4 separate regions of the Mus musculus genome follow, and regions 2, 3 and 4 are each linked to region 1. The links are chromatin contacts, called in public Hi-C and promoter capture Hi-C maps. All regions are on one chromosome and are shown on one strand. Each heading gives the region's core, a stretch centred on a gene start, on an enhancer-like site or on the middle of the called end of the contact. The rest is flanking DNA. Distances are from core to core; before and after follow the strand shown. Region 1 holds the start of Myt1l (myelin transcription factor 1-like). Region 2 has its middle 120 kb from the start of Gm31569. Region 3 holds the start of C630031E19Rik (RIKEN cDNA C630031E19 gene). Region 4 has its middle 48 kb from the start of Gm31650.

Region 1 (4,832 bases), core at 750-3,249:
GGGGGAGGGGGGAAATCAACTGTGCTCTCTGTCCGAGGATTTGCAGAAGTTGACAGATCTGATTCACAAATCTGAAGGCTGAAGGTAGAAATCAAAAGGCGGCCACACAGCCCTTCAGAGCACACTGTGGCTCCAGCCACCACCCTGCTGGTAGTCCTCTGAGGGAAATCATTTCAGGAGTCTTCACAGACTGTCCACATTTTACAGTTTGAAGCTTTGAACTGTGTAACTAATATTTAATGTTAATTTATTTTCCCTACATTCAAGCTAAAAATATATTTTAAATGACTGATTAGGAGAAGGGGGCCGAAGCAAGAGTTTTTAAAAGTGTATCAACATACAAACACCCCTGCAGTGGTCTACCATAAACAAATATTACAATAAATAAAATGTAATAGTGAAGCATAACTTTAAGGAGAGTTTCAACCAAATGACTTACTATACTACACTGAAGCAATTCAATCATTTATGCTCCTTTGGGTCAATTGAGGAAGGAAAGACAATAAAGTTCTTTGAGGCGGATGCATGCTGCACACTTGTATTTAAAATGCACCATTAGTACTTTGGGTTCATAGTTTGGGGTAGACTAAAAGTTAATCTTATAATATTGTTTTCAAAAGGAATTTTGAATAAAATACTTCCATTTTTAGAGTAAACATGTCTATCTACATGTAAAATATACCTGACTTTCTCACTTCAAAAGCTGCATCTCTTTTATAAAGTTAAACAATTAGAAAGACTCTCTCATGCTTGTGAAAGTGTTATGGGAGCTTTTGTTTGTGGTGTTAGCAAAAAGTATAAACACTTGAACAAAAGAGTTGTTAAACAAATCACTTTATCCCAATTAAATTAACAACATCATGATTGATAGCATATATAGTTTCAAGATATAAGAAATTTGTCGTGATTAAATTAACGCTCTGGTCAAACTCTACTGTATATTTTGTATATTTCACACTCAGGTGAATATTTATATTATTTATTATTTATTCAGATCTACCTGGAAAGTAGAGTGTGAAGACTCAACTTTTTGCTTATGAGGTGATTTTTAAAAAACCATATTCTGCTAGAACTTAGGTGCTGTTTTGTTTTTATGAACTTCAAACATTGAGGTTATTGTTTAAAATCTTTATTTGAGTTTATCAGTTTTATAAACATCAACAAACTTTCTTTCTATAATTAGACCAAGACAACAGTGCCTCAGGAGTAGCTAACATTCCCACAGCCCTTGCTTAAAATCCCTCCTTGTTTGTAAAGTGAAGTTAGCCACTCTCAGGAAGTTACTTCAGCCCAAATCACCGACCTCCAGACATGCAGTAAGTTTTTCGGTTTTCTCATTTTTTTTTATTTCTTTTTATAAACAAAAATCATTGTTCAGGCATGCAATCTATTACCCATTTTTGCTCTAAAGACCAGCTTCTGAGGACTGAAGACCTGTACCTCAGGAACCTCTCAGCCACCAGCCACGCTATAAAAATAACTTTAAAAAGGAACGAACAATAGGTCTGCAGCAGAAGCCATGAGCTACAGCAAAAACAGATCCTGACCCCTGAGTCCAAAGAATTAACCTAACGAGCATCACGTACCTCACACCATGACCACACCGCTCACAAGTGACGGCAAGTTCAATTTTGGTAACTGTGCTGGCTCAAAACACACAGAAAGAAAGAGAAAACCCTTTCCCCCACAAGTGGGAGGCCGAGGAGGACCACGCATAGCACCGAGAGGCAGGGAAGGTTGCTTTTGTCTTCAGCAGCATTGATTTCATAACCCACAGTCCAGGGAATCAAAAAATTGAAATACACCCACCAACAATGGGTGAGAAACCAGGAGGCCTCCAAGAAGACTGCAGGGAGAAGCTTTCTCGCTCTGTTTTGTGTGCAGTAGCTTAGGGGGAAAATGTCGCGCGGGCAGGAATGACACATGCAGCAGGAGAGGCTAGCGGGCCTAAGAGATCTGCTTTACCTCCACAGCCAGCCCCTAATGCACGCAGCTCCACTCATCCTCTCCTAGGCTTTTTTTTTTTTCCACTTTTTTTTTTCACGAGCTCCAAATCCCCGGCATATGACCTTCTGTTAAATAGATAAAAAAAAAATTGCTTATCAGTCATGCAAATGAGGCTGAATTCATTTTCCACAACAGATGGCCTCATAGATAATGATGATGGAAGAGAGAAAATTGAATGTCTCTCACAAGGTGGCCATGGCAACCGAGAGCAGAATAATATCAATAATAAGCTCACTGCATAATAAGGTTGTCAGTCCTACAAATCAAAGTCTGCAGCTAAATCAGGTATACCACCCCAGCTAGTTACCAGGTATGTATGTGTATGTGTGTGTGTGTGTGTGTGTGTGTGTGTGTGTGTGTGTGTGTGTGTGTGTGTGTGTGTGTGTGTGCATCTATGTATACGCTGACCATGAGAATAACCAGCAGTCCAAGCCACTTAATGTCCAGGGGTGGGGTTGGGGGGGGGCGTAGTTGCTAGATAATGAAATGACGATCCTACAATTTGACAGTTTTTTCTTTTCTTTTCTCTTTCTTTCATTATATTTTCTGCAGTAGCAGATACGGTTTCATGAAGGACCGGCTAACTAGCCATATTGAACTGTGGAGTGAGCCTGTGGGTGAGCTCCCCTCCCGCTAGCCTCCTCCTCACTCTCCCCTCTGTGTGCCCTGCTGCATCCTGCCTAGATGCAAGAGCAGCTCACCCGCCGCCGGAGGCTTCCACCTTGGCTCCCAGGGGGACATCCTGCAAAATGAATCAGCAGCCATCCTGAGCAGGCTGATTAAAATGAAAATGGCAAGGCACATGTCTGGGCGGAACTGGAGCTCGGCTTTGTTGCCTGTCTGACAAGCACGCTCAATATAGCTCTTGCTAATAATGGCTTACTGCCTTTCGGTTTTTAAAAAGGTATCACCCTTTCCTCTTAACCGACTGCTACTCGCGTGTGTGTGTGTGTGTGTGCACGCGCGCGCGCGCGAGCGCGCGTGTGCTTCACATGTGTGTGCCACGGGGGTTGTGGGGGGACGGATTGCTCGATTCTAATTTTCCACTGCTCACATGCAGACAGCCCGCCTGACAACGCTGTTATTTTAAAACTGAACTTAGTTGTCTTTCTTCTGAGGAAAGTGATGGTTAAGTCTTGGATGTGATGTGGAGGTTGACAAAAACAGGGATTTCTAGCCCAAGCCTTAGCCACAGAGCTGGGGGGAGGGGGTCATCTAATGCTTGCCTCTTTGGCTCACAGCCCAAAGCTAGAAGCAGCCCAGGTGAAGCCTGCTCCTGCTTGAAGCTTTTCTACCAGACTGTCTCCATTCTCCGGATCTCATGCAGCATACAGTCTGAACATGGGAAAATAGAAGCCACTGAATGCTGCAGTTGGACAAAGTTTATTGCAAATAAATCTCATTTCTTTTCAAAAATTCCCAGGTGTAACTTGAAAATCCCTTTTTTATAAACCATATTTTTAAATATCTATATCAAAAATTTCAGGTTTTCTTTTTTAAGACATTGGGACATTAAATCATTTCATCTCTCTTCCTCAAAGAACACAAAACAAAACAACAACAAAAACCTCCATACACAAAACAAAAACAGCTTGATTTTTTTAAAAACTCATTTATACTGTGCATTTCCTATCCATTCTACTGCAAGTTAAGGGACCATTCAGTGACATTCTCTCAACTGCTCTCTTGGTAACAGATAAATGATTCTGAGGGAGAGCTACCAGCACTGCTCTTTCTTTATCTTCTCCTGTAATCCCTGCCTCTCTCTGAGCTGTGGCTCTCCTCCTGCTTGGTAGTCATCTTGCGGCACTGTGACTCAGAAATCAATAGAGCTGCCCTGGTGGGGACTCCACTCCACAAGGAGCAAGCTGCTGAGGCTCTGGCTCTCTCTCTCTCTCTCTCTCTCTCTCTCTCTCTCTCTCTCTCTCTCTCTCTCTCTCTCTCTCTCTCTCTTCCTCCTCGTTCCCCTCCTCCCTCCATCTCTCCTCCCCACCCCCAGAACTAATGACGTATGTGCAGCCTTTTCAGCTGATTGGGTACCATATCGGATGTTCTCTGAAGCAAAGAATAGGAATCATTCGGTCAATAGAAAAAAAAATGGGAGCACGAATTCTCCTATGTCCTCAACCCTGGTCCCAGGAGTCCCACACAGGCATCCATCTGGGCGGTAGGTAGACCATCCACAGGTTGTGTGGTCACTCCAGGGTGACGTTAGAACTGAAATTCGAGTAGAATGAAAATGTGTCTCCCTTTCTATGAAAGACAAAGCATCCCTTTACAAAACACAAACAGGAAAAAAAAATCCCCAGGATGCTTTACACATCCAGGTGACATGGGTCGTGGGAGGACGGTACCACCTCAGGGTTCAAATGTGTACCAAGACCACAGTGTTTCTAAGGGAGCCTTTGAAAATGTAGCACAGACAAAATGACACAAATGTACACCTGACTGACTCTCAGTTGAGTTAGTGATGAATTTAGTTTCCTACTTGAAATTTATCCCCCAATATTCTCTTAGATTGGAAAAGAAATCCCCATATAGGGAGCTGCTATAGTTTAAATCACAGGTTTTTCTATGTCTGTTTTCTCACATGAATGTGCATATCTGTGCAGATACAAGTATGTTAGAAAGCAGACAGTACTTGTGTATACCTGTATTGCATATATGTGTATGCGACAGTATGTGTGCTTATGAGAGAGAGACAGAGAGAGACTGTGTTGTATTATAATGTTGCCTTAATAGGTTTGGTCACCAAGTGTTCTGGGTGTCTCTCCCTGATATGACAGGCCGATGCACTGATGTCTTATCCTTAGGGTGGGTTCCAT
Region 2 (4,832 bases), core at 1,573-4,072, 210 kb after region 1:
CTGCTGGGTTTTCCTTTATGTTGCATGTGGTTTTGCTCTCTGGACCTACCTCAGTCCGATCACTGGTTCACTACGAATGAGCTTACTGCTTTTCCTCTTACTCTTTTTTCATTGGTAAAGCATATGCCAGCCAAACTCTTCACAGAAGCAAACATCGGTGCCACTGAGGCAGGCGCAGGGTACCATAAGATGCAGCAAGCATCCCCTTCATCTCTGCTCTGGGAGTTGCTTACATGCGTCTGTGAAGAAGTCAGTGCTTTTCAGCTGAGCTCTCTGCAATCCTTCTACTCCTTCTGACAGTGTGATTTTTAACCCATTGCCATAGGGCACTGTCTCTGCTTGCTTCTTGCTGGGGCCCGTGGAATGATAGGGATGGTGATGGCAATTTTTGGGAGCTGGTGGTGAAGGAAGCAGCCAAGGGCCAGCAGGGGAGCATGTAACAGGGGCTGAACTCTACTCTGTTAGGCAGTGAGCCTACCCAGGGCTTGCCCCTGGCACCTGCCTTGCTCTCTACTGGGAGCTGAACTCTGCTTGGTCATCCTTTCTACCATCTCTGAGAACCATGTGGGTGGAGCTACATTGAAACATAGCCATCACAGCCCTCTGTTCAGGGACCCTGCACAGGCCTGAAAATATCTGGCAAGGACTGTGTGAATGTACTAGCAGCCCAGTGTCAGACAATTGGCTCCACGTGGCTCACTAATGGGATAGAGCAGAGTAAAGATAAAGGAAAAGGGTAAGGTCCAGGAAGTGCTGGGATGAAGATAAGTCCTCTGTTTAAATGTAGACATGAAGGAGTTCTCTGGGGAGCGTGCTTCTGTCTAGAGCCCGACAGCCTTGAAGGAAATCTACACAGAGAGCAAGCTGAGGAGACAGCTGGGCAAAGTTCAGGCTGCAGTGATCTGGGTGGCCATGTTGATGGCCTTGTGGCTGGTGGCAAGTGACAAATGGACAAATCATGAGACTGGGCAGGTATGTACAAGGCACCCAGTGGCCATCCAGGTGAGCAGAGGTAAGGCCCATAAAGGAAAGTGCCGCAGAAGAGATTAGCTTCTGAGCACAATTCTGACAGGAAATAAAGTGTGCTTTTTGAAAGTGGATTATTGTCTCTAGTTTTTTGGTTTGTTTTTTTTCCTAGAACCTCAGGTTCCCCCACACTGAATTGTGCATTTTTTCAACCAAAGGAAGGAAAGAGACTAGCTGACCCTTCCTAAAGGCAAGCCCTGCCCCAGGAAATAGAAATGTCCAGAAAGGAGACAGGCATGGAGAATTTGCTAAGTGAACGAACCTAAGAAGCTAAGGGGAAACTGGGGCAACTCCAGGTCCAGACCACGGGATGACCTAGGAAATGCTGTAGAATGCTGGGCTAACCTCACAGGATGAAGAGGAGAAGAAGGAGGGGGAGGAAGAAAAGGGGAGAGAGGGAGGAGGGGGAAGAAGGGTCAGGAGAGGAGGAAGGAGAGAATGGGGAGACAGAGGAAGAAGAGGAGAATGAGAAGGAGGAAGAAGAGAAGGAAGAGGAAATGGAGGAAAAGGAGAAGAGAAGAGAAACAGGAAATGGAGGAGGATGAGGAAAATGAGAAGAAGAGGAAGACTGGAAGAATGAGGAGGAAGAAGAGGAGGAAGAGGAAGAGGAGGCGAGGGAGGAGGAAAAGGAGGAGGATGAGGAGGGGAGGAAGAGGAGGAGGAGGAGGAGGGGAGGAAGAGGAGGAGGAGGAGAAAGAGAGGAATCAAGGGAGGTCTATGTTCTCATCATTGCCTGTTATAAAAACAGCCAAGTTCAGGATACACTAGGAGTAAAAAAACAAACAAACAAAACAAAACAAACAAACAAACAAACAAACAAAACAGAGCCTGAGAGATAGAACAGTAGTGTTGGTGTGGATATCACAATAGGATGGGAGGGTATGACATCTCACCCCATGGTCCATTTGTCCACTTACAACATGGTCCATATGACCACAGCAACACTCACTCTGGTAACTCACAATTTGGGAAGATCATGTCAGCCAGGAACTTGTGCTGACTCCCTGAGGTGAGTTCCCTGGCATGCCTGCACCCCCCAGCTACACTGTCAGATGAGTGTGTCCAAAGGCCTCAAGGGAAATACTTCAGGAAGTCGGAGGAAAATCCCTGGGTAGCTGAAGGAAACCTGGGTGGTAAGTACCGCTGCCCTGCACTAAGGATATGGTACCTTCTAGGTCATTCCAGAGTCAAAGACAGGACAACCCAGATCTCAAATCAGATGTGGTATCGTTTTTTTTTTTGTTTTGTTTTGGTTTTTTGTTTTTTTTTTTTTCAGGAAGTTCTCTATGGGAGAATAGCATAGCACACCTTCACCCCAACCAACACACACAAAGGTGGATGCTTTCCTGGGAGGAGAAAGGTAGCACGAGGCATACAGGACTCACCCCTACTTCAGAGCCATACAGCTCTGCTTTGACATTCAAGGGGAGGGTCTCAAGAGGAAGAGTGGCTGCTCGGGGATGGCTTCCTCCAGCAACCACAGAGACTGGCTTGTCCAGCTTTGCAAGATGGACCAAAGGCATGATTTAAAAGAGGAGAAGGGCTCTGAAGTGTGGTCATAATATTACCACCAGAATGTTCTAGGGACCCGTAGATGGAGAAGTGATAACAATTAAGAGGAATTTTACAGGAAATAGCATTAGGGATTAGATGTGGTCTCAAAGCCCCAAGTGCCATTGTCTCTGTGGCAGGATGGCTGACAACAGGCAAATGGGCTTCCAGGAACGTGCACAGCTGCTGGGATTTGCATGTTAAGATGCTAACCACATACTATGAGGAAGGAGGAGGGATCAGATGGCTTTGGCAGGAGGCCATGGTGAAGGCCCAGTCAGTCTGTACAGAAAATAAGGCTCACCAAGGCACATGCCCAGAACCAACACTTCCTAGGTAAAGTGTTGCTGGAAGGAATTTGGAGACTGGAGCTCCACCAAGTTCTGCTGGTGGTAGAGTTTACCCTGGAACTGAAGACAATGATGTATGGTTGGCTCTATGTAGGAACCTGGAAATATGTATGAGCTAGGCTAGGGAGCAGCAGGTAGACTTGGAGAACAAAGATGAACCAGACATGCCTGGAGTTCCCAGGCGAAATGTCCAGAAGCAAGGTACCAGTGATCGGGGGCTACGTGGCATCAATCACATGACTCCTCTGGGAAGCTATCGATCGGAGGACTCACCTGAAATTCAGTGTGGACACTTCCTTCTCAGACAAAATTTACCTTGTCACCCAGGAATCCCTGTGACCAACCTCATTAATTCAGTGTCTGGTCTATGTAGTACATATTAAGAGATCTACTCATACCTATGTGTCTGATCTAGAGAGAACACTGTGGGGGCAAGGAGGCTGCCTTGAAGACTCTGCTCTGCTTCCTTTAGTATTGTGGTTTGGAGGAGCTCTGCCTCCCAAGAGGCCAAGTAGGAGGAACTTGTACAATGTGGGTATGTTTTTTTTTAAAGATGTATTTATTTACTATGTATACAATGCTTGGTCCACATGTATGCCCGCAGGCCACAAGAGGGCATCTCACTATAGATGGTAATGAGCCACCACATTGTGGCTGAGAATTGAACTCTGGACCTCGGGAAGAGCATCCGGTACTCTTAACCTCTCTGAGCCATCTCTCTAGCCCTACAATGTGGTTATGTTGTGAGTTGGAAGGATTTTTAAGAGGGGGAGTCCAGTAGGACTTCACTAGTGACACTGGCCTAGAGGGATTCAATAGTTTGGGGGAGCCTATCTAGCTACTATGAGTGAGCTGCTTTGGAAGGAGAGCTATCCCTTCCCTCACTCGGGCCTTTGGTCCTGTGATATGACCCATTGCTCCCACACACGCCCTCACTGTCGTGATAATATCTCCAATAAGTCCTTCACAGAGCTGAGCAGAGGCTGGTACCAAGTCCTTAGACCTCTAGAGAGAGCTGAGCTATATAAACCTCATTGCTTCATAAATTTATCCTTCTGCGGCATTATGGTACAGAGACAGAAAATGAACTAACACACTTATGTAGGTACGGGGTTTAAAGCAATGAGCCTAGGCCAGATGCCTGGGGTCAGCTCACACTAAAACATTAGTAAATATGAATCAGTCACATGTGCCTATAGAGTCAACATTCTAGAGGTGGAGGGAGGAAAATCACAACTGAAAGCTCAGCTTTTGACTAGTGTGAAAACAGGCTACTTAGTGGGACCCTGTCTCAAAAATACTGGTATAGTCATCACATAAGTAGGCTAAACAAGAAAACTGCCATGTGGGGGCTGAGGAGCTGGTTCAGTGACTAAGAGCACTTGCTTCTCTTGCAGCAGAGCACATGGTGGCTCACAGTGGCCTGCAACTTCAGAGGAGTGGATCCAATGCCCTTTTCTGGACTCTGCATGCACTGCATGCACACAGCACACTACATACATGCATGCAAACATGCAGATGCATGCACACTACATACATGCATACAAACATGCAGATGCATGCACACAGCACACTACATGCATGCATGCAAGCTTGCAGATGCATGCACATGGCACACTACATACATGCATGCAAACATGCAAATGCATGCACATGGCACACTACATACATGCATACAAACATGCAAATGCATGCACATGGCATACTACATATATGCATGCAAACATGCAGACACATAAAAGAAATTGTGTGGTACTATAAATAGACAGAAAAAACACTTGACAAAATTAAGCCCTTATTAATTATTAAAAACTGAATATACTAGGAACAGAGGGGATCTTTCCGCTGACTGAGAGAAAACCTACTGAAATATCTTGCGTCTAGCATCTTAGTTCCTGTGAGAAA
Region 3 (4,832 bases), core at 1,061-3,560, 160 kb before region 1:
ATGGCAGCAAAGTGTAAATTTGTTTTCAATCCCAGAGACATTTTGGTTTCTGTAATAAAGACAAAAATGCATCTCTCCCTCTCCCTCCCCCTCTGTCTCTCTCTGTCTCTGTCTCTCTATCTCTGTCTGTCTCTGTTTCTGTCTCTCTGTCTCTGTCTCTGTCCCTCTGTCTCTGTCTCTCTCTCTCTCTCATATATGTATGTATGTATGTAAGCTCCTTATCATGTCTTTGCACAGACTTTCAGGTAGACCCTGGGCTCTCCCCTGAACTCACACAATAGCTACCTGTCTCCCCTGCCTTCCCTAACATCTACTGTGACTCCAAAAGGGATTGAGCAATCATCCTCCAAACACAGTTAAGATCAACACACTGCATTAGATATTTTTGAATGAAATTCAATGCTGAAGAATCAAGTAAAGACAAAGTAGGTAAAATTGGTGGTAGTAGGGAAAGATTAGGCTGTGATCTGAATTTGGGTCATAGGGCCACAGGACCCCTGAACTCTTGCCCTCGCGCAAGTGGACAGTGGACTTCAGAGTAAGGCATGGTGGAAGTCTGAGAGCCATATTCAGAGGATGCCAGGCTGGGTCTAAGCCCTGATTCTAGTTTGGGACATTACCGCTGGGTGTTACACAATGCTGGCTGCACTGTCTCCTTAATACTCGATTCCTAGGTGATTACACTGAGTGTACTGAGCAAGAAAACCATGGCCAGAGGCAGAGCATCAGGATAAACAGAGGTAATGAGGAATAGAAGACAAGGTAGCAGATAACAAGGAAGCTGACGATACGAACAAGGAAGCTGAAGATATGAACAAGGAAGCTGATGATATGGAGGAAATGGTGACAATTCTCAAAGTTGGTAAAGAACCATGACAGTTACACACACAACCTTGGGAATGCAATAAGAGGGCCAGCAGAAGGGCTCAGCAGCAAGGAAACGCACTTGATTTTCTTGGACCAATTACAATTGCACTTGTATGACAGGAGTTCAATTCTCAGGATCTACGTGGTGGGAGGAAAGGAATGACTCCAGCAAATGCACTATAGGATACACACACACACACACACACACACACACACACACACACACATGCACACAAAGAGGATAAATAAGTAATAAAAATAAAAAAATACAAACACATGCTTTTTATGTTTTCTGCATCCTATAGTTCTTTTGCTTATGTTTGGAGTATGTGACTGTTAAATATAGGTATGTAACAAGCACAGTCCCATGTACATAGTAGGGCCAAGCTGTTGCTTGTTGTCAGAGACGCATGTGTTTGTATTTAACTGAATAAATCATATTAGTGATTCCTAAGGTAGTATGAAAAGTAACAATAGGAGTCACAGGGCAAAAATTTTCCCATGTAATAGTTTGAGACCACGTTAAAGTGAGAAACTTGAGAGTCATAGTAAGTAGCACACTCATTTAATTCCATTGCTGGGGAGGCAGAGGCAGGAGGATATCTGTGAGTCTGAGATCAGGCTAGTCTACATAATGAGTCCAGGACAGCCAGAGATACATAGTGAGACCGTGTCTTTAAATAATAAAACAAATGAACTAGCAACAAAGGAGAACAAGGAGTTCTGACAGGCTCCTGTGAGCCATGTACTTCAAACCATCTCAAGGTATTGACATGGAAAACATGATTAAATCCAAACACGTATGGATACATATCAACTGGGAAATGTGCAAGGTAAAGATATCATACCAAAATCTTAACTGGAGATGTGCAAAGTAACAGGTATGCAAACACTAAGAAGAATGATAGCTTGGGTACCATCAGGAGAATCATGAGGATACAGGCAGCATTGGGAAAGATGCCAGAACCAGTGGTCCCAGGGACGTCTAAAGAAGCTAATCAGTTATCTGGAAGCTGTGAAGTCAATCACAGAGATGCTCACTACAAACAAAGGGGACCGTGGTTAGCCTCACAGCGTGCTGCCCCTCAATAACGCTTGGAAGCTGGTCAAAACTTACCAGTGGTAGCTATAGCCAGCCTTGGCCTCCTGGCTACTGACTACCAGTCAATATTAAATCATCTCTGCTATTTGTTCAGTTTACTGTTTTTCTGTTTTTTTTGTTTTTCAAACAAAATAGGGATTTCTCTGACAATGGGTTAAAAATGAAATCTAACAATTACCCTCAGCTCCCTCTCTCCCTTTCTCTCTCCAGCTTCCTCTCTAACAGCTTGACTGAATTTGTAGCACTGAGTGTCTGTGACAAGCAAAGGGAGATAGAGCGAGCCCTGTCAGGAGCCCTGACGCCGAGCACGGCACTTACAGGCAAGCGGGGAGCCTTTACCAGGATACACATTTGCCTCCCTGGCGACAGCCATCACCCCTGGGGCGTTGAGCACTGTCCTATGCTGAAGAGAGACTGCTGAGGTGAGTCTGAGCTGCTGAGCTGTCCATGGAGATTGTAGTTGGTTGTGTTGGATGCTGACTTAGAAGTCAAGCACCAACAGGAGGTATTCCCTGCGTGCTTTTTCAGTGAGATGAAACAGATATTGGCATGGTCATATTGAAATGGTGTGGGGACAAATTGCTGGGCAATTTGATGGTAGCAAATACTAATTGTAATAATAAATTGCTGTAAAAATTACATGGTACTTTTGATGTACATAAAGAGGCACTTGGAATCCTGTGTTTGCCATTCCTAAGTAGCACTACATGAGAACATTGTGTGGGGTGGCAACTCATAAATATCTCATTGTATTTGGGAGTCATTACCACTGAGCAATTAAGGGAAACTAAAAATTCAGGTTTTATATAATGAATATATTAAAAATTTATCTCGACATGGAGTACTAGATTAAGTCTTTGAATTCCAAAATGTGGTTCAAGAAATAAATGGTCATCTCTCCATACTGCAATAGGAATGGGATGCTCTGTTCTACCTTTAGGTCACGTCCTTGGCTCAAGGCCAGATTGGGTGTCACCTCTGCTCATCACTTATTTGCCCTTAGTTGCTGACAAGAGTCAGGATCCCAATTAGCGTTGACACAAGGCACAGCAACGCAGACTTCACTTTTACAGTGTTAGAATTGCTGTTAGTCTTAGAAGTAAGATAGGTGTTCACATTCTTGCACGCACAAGACTTGATGCAATAGTAAATCACTACTTCAGTGTCCAAGTTAAAAACCTGTTACTGTTTGAACACTCTGACTACAAAGTGCAAATGTGGTATTTGCTTTCAATCCTAGAGAAATACGTGGTTTCTGTAAAAAAGACAAAAATGCACCCCATTCCACGGTCATGTATGTGTGTGTGTGTAGATGTAGATGTAAAAAAGAGAAAACTCAGCTGACTATCTAATATATTTTATTGAGAAATAAAACCCAATCTAAAAGATGATCTGGCATTTTACAGACCCTTCCAGAGAGGCAGAGGGCTGTAAATTCCCCTGGGCCAGAGGTTTGGGTACAGATAGCTCACGTTTCTCTCCAGAGCAAGACCTGATACTTTGTAGTAACTGACTGTCAATTTGTGAGGACCCAGAATCATCTGGAGGACAAATCGAGGCCTGTTTGTGGATGGAGGTCTAGAATAGGTGAGCTGAGGTGAGAAGGTGCACCCGAAATGTGGGCCACACCAATCTCTGAGTGGGGGTGCTGGTTGAAATCAAAGGAGAAAGGGAGCCGGGCACCACTGTTCATCCCTCTTTGCTTCCTAACTGCAGACACAAAGTGACCTCTTGCCTCATGCTGCAGCAGCCAAATCTTCCCTCGTCACAATGGACTTCTCCTCAACCTGTGTACCCTAAACCCTTTCTCATAGTTTATCATGGCAGCGAGAAAAGCAACCAGTACATATTGTTTCTTAGTAGTCAAATGGGCTAAATCATCCCTCCTTTGAGGAATGCAGCCTAGCTGCAGGGCTTTTATCATCTCCCACCACCCTGCAAATGGGGGTTCCTCACTCCTGTAGCCCCGCTGACCACCCAAGCTCCTCCCACCCCTCCTAATTCCCTGTGTGGTTCATGTGATTCTGGTCTCCATCTGCTTGTAAGCTCTGAGATACGGAGGCTGCTGCTTGTTTCAGAAGGCAAGCCTGTTCTCATCTCTTCTTCATTCTGTGTTAGGCATTAAAAAGAAAAAAAAATAGCTGTAAAGCCAGTGCAGGGTCTTTCTGCATCTGAAACCTAAATTATGATGCCTGAAAGCAGGCTGTTCAGCCTAAAGGAACAGGTGTGGGCTGAGTGGAGCCTTCCACCTCACAAAGCCATCTGAGGAAAACAAGTGACCCAGACAAACTTCTGCATCCCTTGTTCAGACCAATCAATTGTAGATTTCAAAGACTGCACCAGGCTAGAGTCTGCCTGCCATGGATAAAAATGTGCATCTTTCACGCACATATTCCTGTGTGCCATCCTCTCCTTGATACAATAGAGGAATATGGGATAGCAGGCTCTAACAATTCATAATAACTACTTTTGCTGAGCGATTACCACGTGACTCAAGTTTTAATTTCATGAACACAGCTAGAAAATTCAACTTGAAGTCAGCGACCCTGAGTGTGAACCCCATAGCCTCCAGGTAGTGTTTGCTAGGTGTCACAGGCAAGCTAGGCTGCCTGACATAGCCATCCATGGGGTCTTTGTCTCCATGGAGGACAAGGTACAGCTTCTGATCAACTCAGACTGATTTACCTGTGAAATTTTAATATTTTATAATTAAACTTTAAGAGTTGTTTAATATCCAAGGTAACTGAGTTTAGCCCCTTTAGCAACTCCCCAAGTGTAATATTTATTGATCATCAGTACAGCTTCTGATGCGATTATGGTTTTTATAAAGTTGCCTGCATTTCTGTTTTTAAGCTTTAGGGAT
Region 4 (4,832 bases), core at 751-3,250, 140 kb after region 1:
TTCTGATGCATGATTAGAATTAAATATTCATAGATAACAAGGTCATTATGAACCAAGACCATGGAGCTCTTTAAAAGTGTCATGAGAAGAATTTGAGTTTCCTTTAAAAATCTGAGAGTTTCTGTTTTAAAAGAGGGAAAAGAGAAAAGAGATTGAGAAGATGGTTGTGGAAAGAGTCAGGAACATGTGGCCAGGCACCCACCATAATTGTGACCGTAAAGAAGTCTCCACTGCCTGGGGACAGGGATGTCTACACAGGGCCAGACTCTGCAGGCAGGATGCAATCTGTGTCCTATCCCAGTAGTCCTCACTGAGGGAATAGCTGTCAATCAGCAGAGCTCTCAGTCAAGGAAAGCCCCTACTTGTGAGGCCAAAGACAGATACAAACAGACATAGCATGTGTGCTCTTTGGCCCTGTGTGCTGGCTAGTTTTATGTCAACTTGACACAATGTATAGTCATCTAAGAGGAGGGAGCCTCAATAAAGAAAATGCCTCCACAAGATCTAGCTGTAGGGCACTTTCTTAATTAGTGATTGATGGGGGAGGGCTCAGCCCACAGTGTCACCCTTGGGCAGGTGACCCCGGGCTTTATAAGAAAGCAGACTGAGCAAGCCAGTGGGAGCAAGCCAGTAAGCAGTACCCTTCCATGGCCTCTGTATCAGCTCCTGCCTCTGGGTTCCTCCCCTGCTTGAACTCTGTCCTGATTTCCTTTGATGATGAACTGTGATGGGGAAAATAAACTGGATAAACCCATTCCTCCCCAAACCCATTGCTTTGGTCATGGTGTTTCATTACAGCAATAATAACCCTAAGACACAACATAGAAAAATGAAATTTTGTCTATGGGCATGGAGAGTGCACAGAGTTAGAAATCACCCTTCTTTTATTCCACCTCCCCGCAAAATGGCACAAGTGACCTTCTTTCATAGGTGTGTTCATACAACAAGCCTACAAGGACTCCAATAACCACACCTCCACACATGCTCAGAAAAATAACATTGATAAAATATCTCTTGTGGAAACACCTCTTATTAGAGAATCAGATGTGCCAAGTTCTACTGAGACCTTGAAGACAGAGTGTCAAAAAGTTTGTGTAAATGTGTGAAGCTTATATTGATGACTCTCTAGGAATCAGATTAATATGTCTGAGCTGGATGTATGAATATGAGCAAGGTCAACCTGCACACTTAAAAATTCTGATCTCCAGCAAACCACAAAAATCAGATGGAGAAAATAAAGATTTGGAACATCATGAATAAAATCCACTAAGGTACATGGCTCTCGATGAAGAAATGTGAGTGGCGGTGTCTCATTAAAATATAGTATGGTGGTTTGTATATACTGGGCCCAGGGAGTGGTACTTTTACAAGGCATGGTCCTGTTGGAATAGGTGTGATCTTGTTGGAGTAGGTGTGTCACTGTGGGTGTAGGCTTTAAGAGCCTCATCCTAGCTGCTTGGGAGTTAGTATTCTGCTAACAGCCTTCAGATGAAGATGTAGAACTCTCAGCTCCTGAACCATGCTTGCCTGGATGTTGCCTTGTTCCCATCTTGATGATAATGGACTGAACCTCTGAACCTCTAGGCCAGCCCTAATTAAATGTTGTTCTTATAAGAGTTCCCTTGGTCATGGTGTCTGTTCACAGTCGTAAAACCCTAACTAAATGTACAGCATCCATGAGTAAAAGTGTAAAAGCATAGGAATATAAGATTCAGTACAATGGGGTTTTGTGATCTGTTCACCAACAGTCTAACCACCTGAGTCCCCTTGGCTTTAGCCCTACCTACTTCCAGGGTAATTCTTCTGACTCACATTGCCACAGATTGCTATTGCATTTCTAGAACTTACATAATAGGGTCAGGTAGGATGGAGTCTCTCATGCCAAGCGTTGCTCAGAAGATCTATCAGATTGCAGCAAGAGGCTCTGATGGAGTCATCCCCAGCCCTCACAGCACCACATGTGACTCCATCTCTATGCCTGGAGTCTTCCTAGCACTACTGGGCTTCTGGTAAGTTTCCAGATCTGAGTCATTAGGAACGATGCTACAGCGCTGTGTAATCTAGCTGCCTCCCCATCTGCTTCCCAGAGCTTTATTCCACCAGAAATAAAGGAGAAATTTGGCCATTCCACATTACATCTCCTTGACCCTGGAAGTTTGTGGTTTTCTTTTAGCTCTTCTAACGTTGTTCGTGGTAGTATCACATTGAAATTTTAACTTCACATTCCTGAGCATAAAGGAAGTTGAGCACTTTGTAAACTATGCACTGGCAATTTTAACATGTTTTGTGAGCTATCTGCTTAAATTGCTTGCCTATTTCAAAATTTCTCTTGTTGTTGAAGCTCTTTACATATTCTTCTCTAGTCACAAGCATCTCTGTCTTCTCCCCCAGGTTTGTCCTCAAGCTATCTCTATCTTTTTAAAGAATATTTTAATAATTTTTTGAGAATTTCACATAAGTTATTTGGTCATATTCACCCCTATTTCTCCACTAACTCCTTTCCAACTCATCCTCCCTTTATAATTACTATGCTTTGTGTAGTTGTTTTGTTTTGTTTTAATAATCTGTTAAGTCCAATTTTACTGTCCATATACTGTGTGGGACCATCCACTGTAGCACTGTGGTATCAAAGGCTATACCCTTAAAGAAAACTATCATCTAGAAGCCATCAATGCCCATAACTCAGTTGTGGGTGGGGACTGATGAACCCTTTGCCCCTCCATGTAATAGTGTCTTTTGGCAAATACTTCTTTTGGTCAAAACTCTTTTCTTATTTAAGAGATATTTGCTTATTCCATGCCATAAAGGAAGAATATAGCATGACAGCATATACCTCATAGCATGATAGCATATACCTCAGTCAAGGTTGCTGTGTCACTCAAAGCTCTCAGGCCTGGCAAGGAGGAGCCATGGAATAGAGGAGCATCAAGGTCCATGTTGCTACAATGATGCTCCAAGCACAGAACAGGGGCTGGAATAGGCAAGCCTTAGGTTTCTCCACAGTGAAGACCCTGCGGTCCAGGTGTGTGCTGGGAGGCCTTGGTTGGGATTCACACCCTGCACATAGAAGGTCACCTTTCCTGATGGCTTGACCGTTAGCATGTTTATCCTGCAGTTAGGAATCAACTTGATTATCAAAGCTATCAATGTAGAAACCCACACACATTTTCCCATCAAAGACTATATTGACCTGAGTACAGTGATGTTTATCACTACCTTTGAACACAGTTTCTTAAAATATGATGAAAAGTATCTGCATCTCTCTAAAAACAAAAAAATCATAAACATGCAACATACACACCGCAATTCCTAGCCAGTCCACAGTGCTCCAAGGCAGTGTGGGTCAAAGTGGATGACTCTGATTTGGAGTGTTTGCTCTTTTGCTTGTAAGTCAAGAGTGCTCTGGCAAGGGACACTAGGGACTAGAAGGTCCAATTTGCCAAGTTGCCAATGCCCCTGTGAAAGAACAGCAAACAACTCCATCTCCATCTGCCAAGGTGTCTCTGGGAACACTTGACTTTTATTCTTAGCTGCTATGGTCAAAATTTATTTTTTCTTACCCCTTACAAAAGTACAGATACAGTATTTTAAAAAGCCTTGCCCTCTCTTCTTAAACTTTGCCTCTCTCCCTCTCTCTCTCTCTCTCTCTCTCTCTCTCTCTCTCTCTCTCTCTCTCTCTCTCTCTCTCTCTCTCTCTCTCTCTCTCTCTCTCTCTCTGAGTTTGTGTGTGGTGTGTGTGCATATGTGTGCACATGCACACATACTCCATGGCACTCATGTGGAGAGCAGAAGGCAACTGTGTGGGGTCAGTTCTTCCATCTACCTTTGTATGGTTTCTAGAGATTGAACTCAAATCACCAGACATGAGAGTCCAGGGCCTTCATTTACCAAGTCACCTCACCAGACCCTTTCTTCCCCTTTATTCCATCTGCCCTCTCCCCTTGTGAGATGTGCTATCTCTATTCAAGGTCTTCCCTATTTAGTTAACCTTCCATGGAAATCTCCCAGGGACCTAGAGGAGCACTGAACTCATTGAAGCACTCCCCAGTTGAATAAAGGTGACCAGCCAAAAAATTTACTATTACAATTCACACACATGTCTGTGTACAACCGTCTCTACGTTATTATGTGTACATATTATGCTTTTACATGTATTTCTGCACAAACATGTGCTGTGTCTACACACATACATACACATATTGTTTCTTTTTTTTCCATTTTTTATTAGGTATTTAGCTCATTTACATTTCCAATGCTATACCAAAAGTCCCCCATATCCACCCACCCCCACTCCCCTGCCCACCCACTCCCCCTTTTTGGCCCTGGTGTTCCCCTGTACTGAGGCATATAAAGCTTGCAAGTCCAATGGGCCTCTCTTTCCAGTGATGGCCGACTAGGCCATCTTTTGATATATATGCAGCTAGAGTCAAGAGCTCCGGGGTACTGGTTAGTTCATAATGTTGTTCCACCTATAGGGTTGCAGATCCCTTTAGCTCCTTGGCTACTTTCTCTAGCTCCTCCATTGGGAGCCCTATGATCCATCCATTAGCTGACTGTGAGCATCCACTTCTGTGTTTGCTAGGCCCCAGCATAGTCTCACAAGAGACAGCTACATCTGGGTCCTTTCAATAAAATCTTGCTAGTGTATGCAATGGTGTCAGCGTTTGGATGCTGATTATGGGGTGGATCCCTGGATATGGCAGTCTCTACATGGTCCATCCTTTCATCTCAGCTCCAAGCTTTGTCTCTGTAACTCCTTCCATGGGTGTTTTGTTCCCAAATCTAAGGAGGGGCATAGTGTCCACACTTCAGTCTTCATTCTTCTTGAGTTT

Evidence for each region. Promoter capture Hi-C pulls out the DNA fragments that hold promoters and counts their contacts. A called contact is a pair of places that touch in the nucleus more often than the background predicts.
Region 2: a contact with region 1 is called in a Hi-C map of the N1E-115 cell line, with 2.4 times the contacts expected there. The contact joins the enhancer-like site here to the promoter of Myt1l in region 1. A contact is called at or near these places in 1 of 484 Hi-C or Micro-C datasets (the N1E-115 cell line), 7 of 115 datasets of contacts at active chromatin or transcription factors (VIP interneurons, embryonic forebrain, embryonic hindbrain and 4 more) and 2 of 9 other capture datasets (adipose tissue and pancreatic islet).
Region 3: a contact with region 1 is called in a Hi-C map of olfactory sensory neurons, with 2.7 times the contacts expected there. The contact joins the promoter of C630031E19Rik here to the promoter of Myt1l in region 1. A contact is called at or near these places in 3 of 39 promoter capture datasets (embryonic stem cells, hippocampal neurons and pre-B cells), 2 of 484 Hi-C or Micro-C datasets (cortical neurons and olfactory sensory neurons), 1 of 115 datasets of contacts at active chromatin or transcription factors (embryonic forebrain) and 2 of 9 other capture datasets (liver and pancreatic islet).
Region 4: a contact with region 1 is called in a promoter capture Hi-C map of hippocampal neurons, with 4 times the contacts expected there. The contact joins the enhancer-like site here to the promoter of Myt1l in region 1. A contact is called at or near these places in 3 of 39 promoter capture datasets (the 3T3-L1 cell line, embryonic stem cells and hippocampal neurons), 2 of 115 datasets of contacts at active chromatin or transcription factors (embryonic midbrain and neural progenitor cells) and 2 of 9 other capture datasets (adipose tissue and pancreatic islet).

What each region holds. Positions count from the first base shown.
Region 1 is chr12:29,525,551-29,530,382 of GRCm38.p6, reverse strand. It overlaps Myt1l (myelin transcription factor 1-like), which reads right to left and starts at 1,999. Exons shown (of 25, transcript NM_001093775.1): 1 at 1,587-1,999. Gm20208 (a long non-coding RNA gene) reads left to right here. Exons shown (of 4, transcript XR_381405.4): 2 at 2,143-2,317; 3 at 2,560-2,911; 4 at 3,249-3,425.
Region 2 is chr12:29,319,636-29,324,467 of GRCm38.p6, reverse strand. No RefSeq gene overlaps it. Among named protein-coding and RNA genes, the nearest start is that of Gm31569, 120 kb to the right of the region's middle. Within about 2 kb of position 2,822, at least 3 of the 459 cell types and tissues checked have an H3K27ac peak or open chromatin away from gene starts, as enhancers often do. A contact at or near this core is called in the N1E-115 cell line and VIP interneurons, where this site is marked.
Region 3 is chr12:29,683,923-29,688,754 of GRCm38.p6, reverse strand. C630031E19Rik (RIKEN cDNA C630031E19 gene) reads left to right here and starts at 2,310. Exons shown (of 4, transcript NR_046080.1): 1 at 2,310-2,391. All of the region lies in intron 3 of Myt1l (myelin transcription factor 1-like), which reads right to left.
Region 4 is chr12:29,389,144-29,393,975 of GRCm38.p6, reverse strand. No RefSeq gene overlaps it. Among named protein-coding and RNA genes, the nearest start is that of Gm31650, 48 kb to the left of the region's middle. Within about 2 kb of position 2,000, at least 12 of the 459 cell types and tissues checked have an H3K27ac peak or open chromatin away from gene starts, as enhancers often do. A contact at or near this core is called in hippocampal neurons, where this site is marked.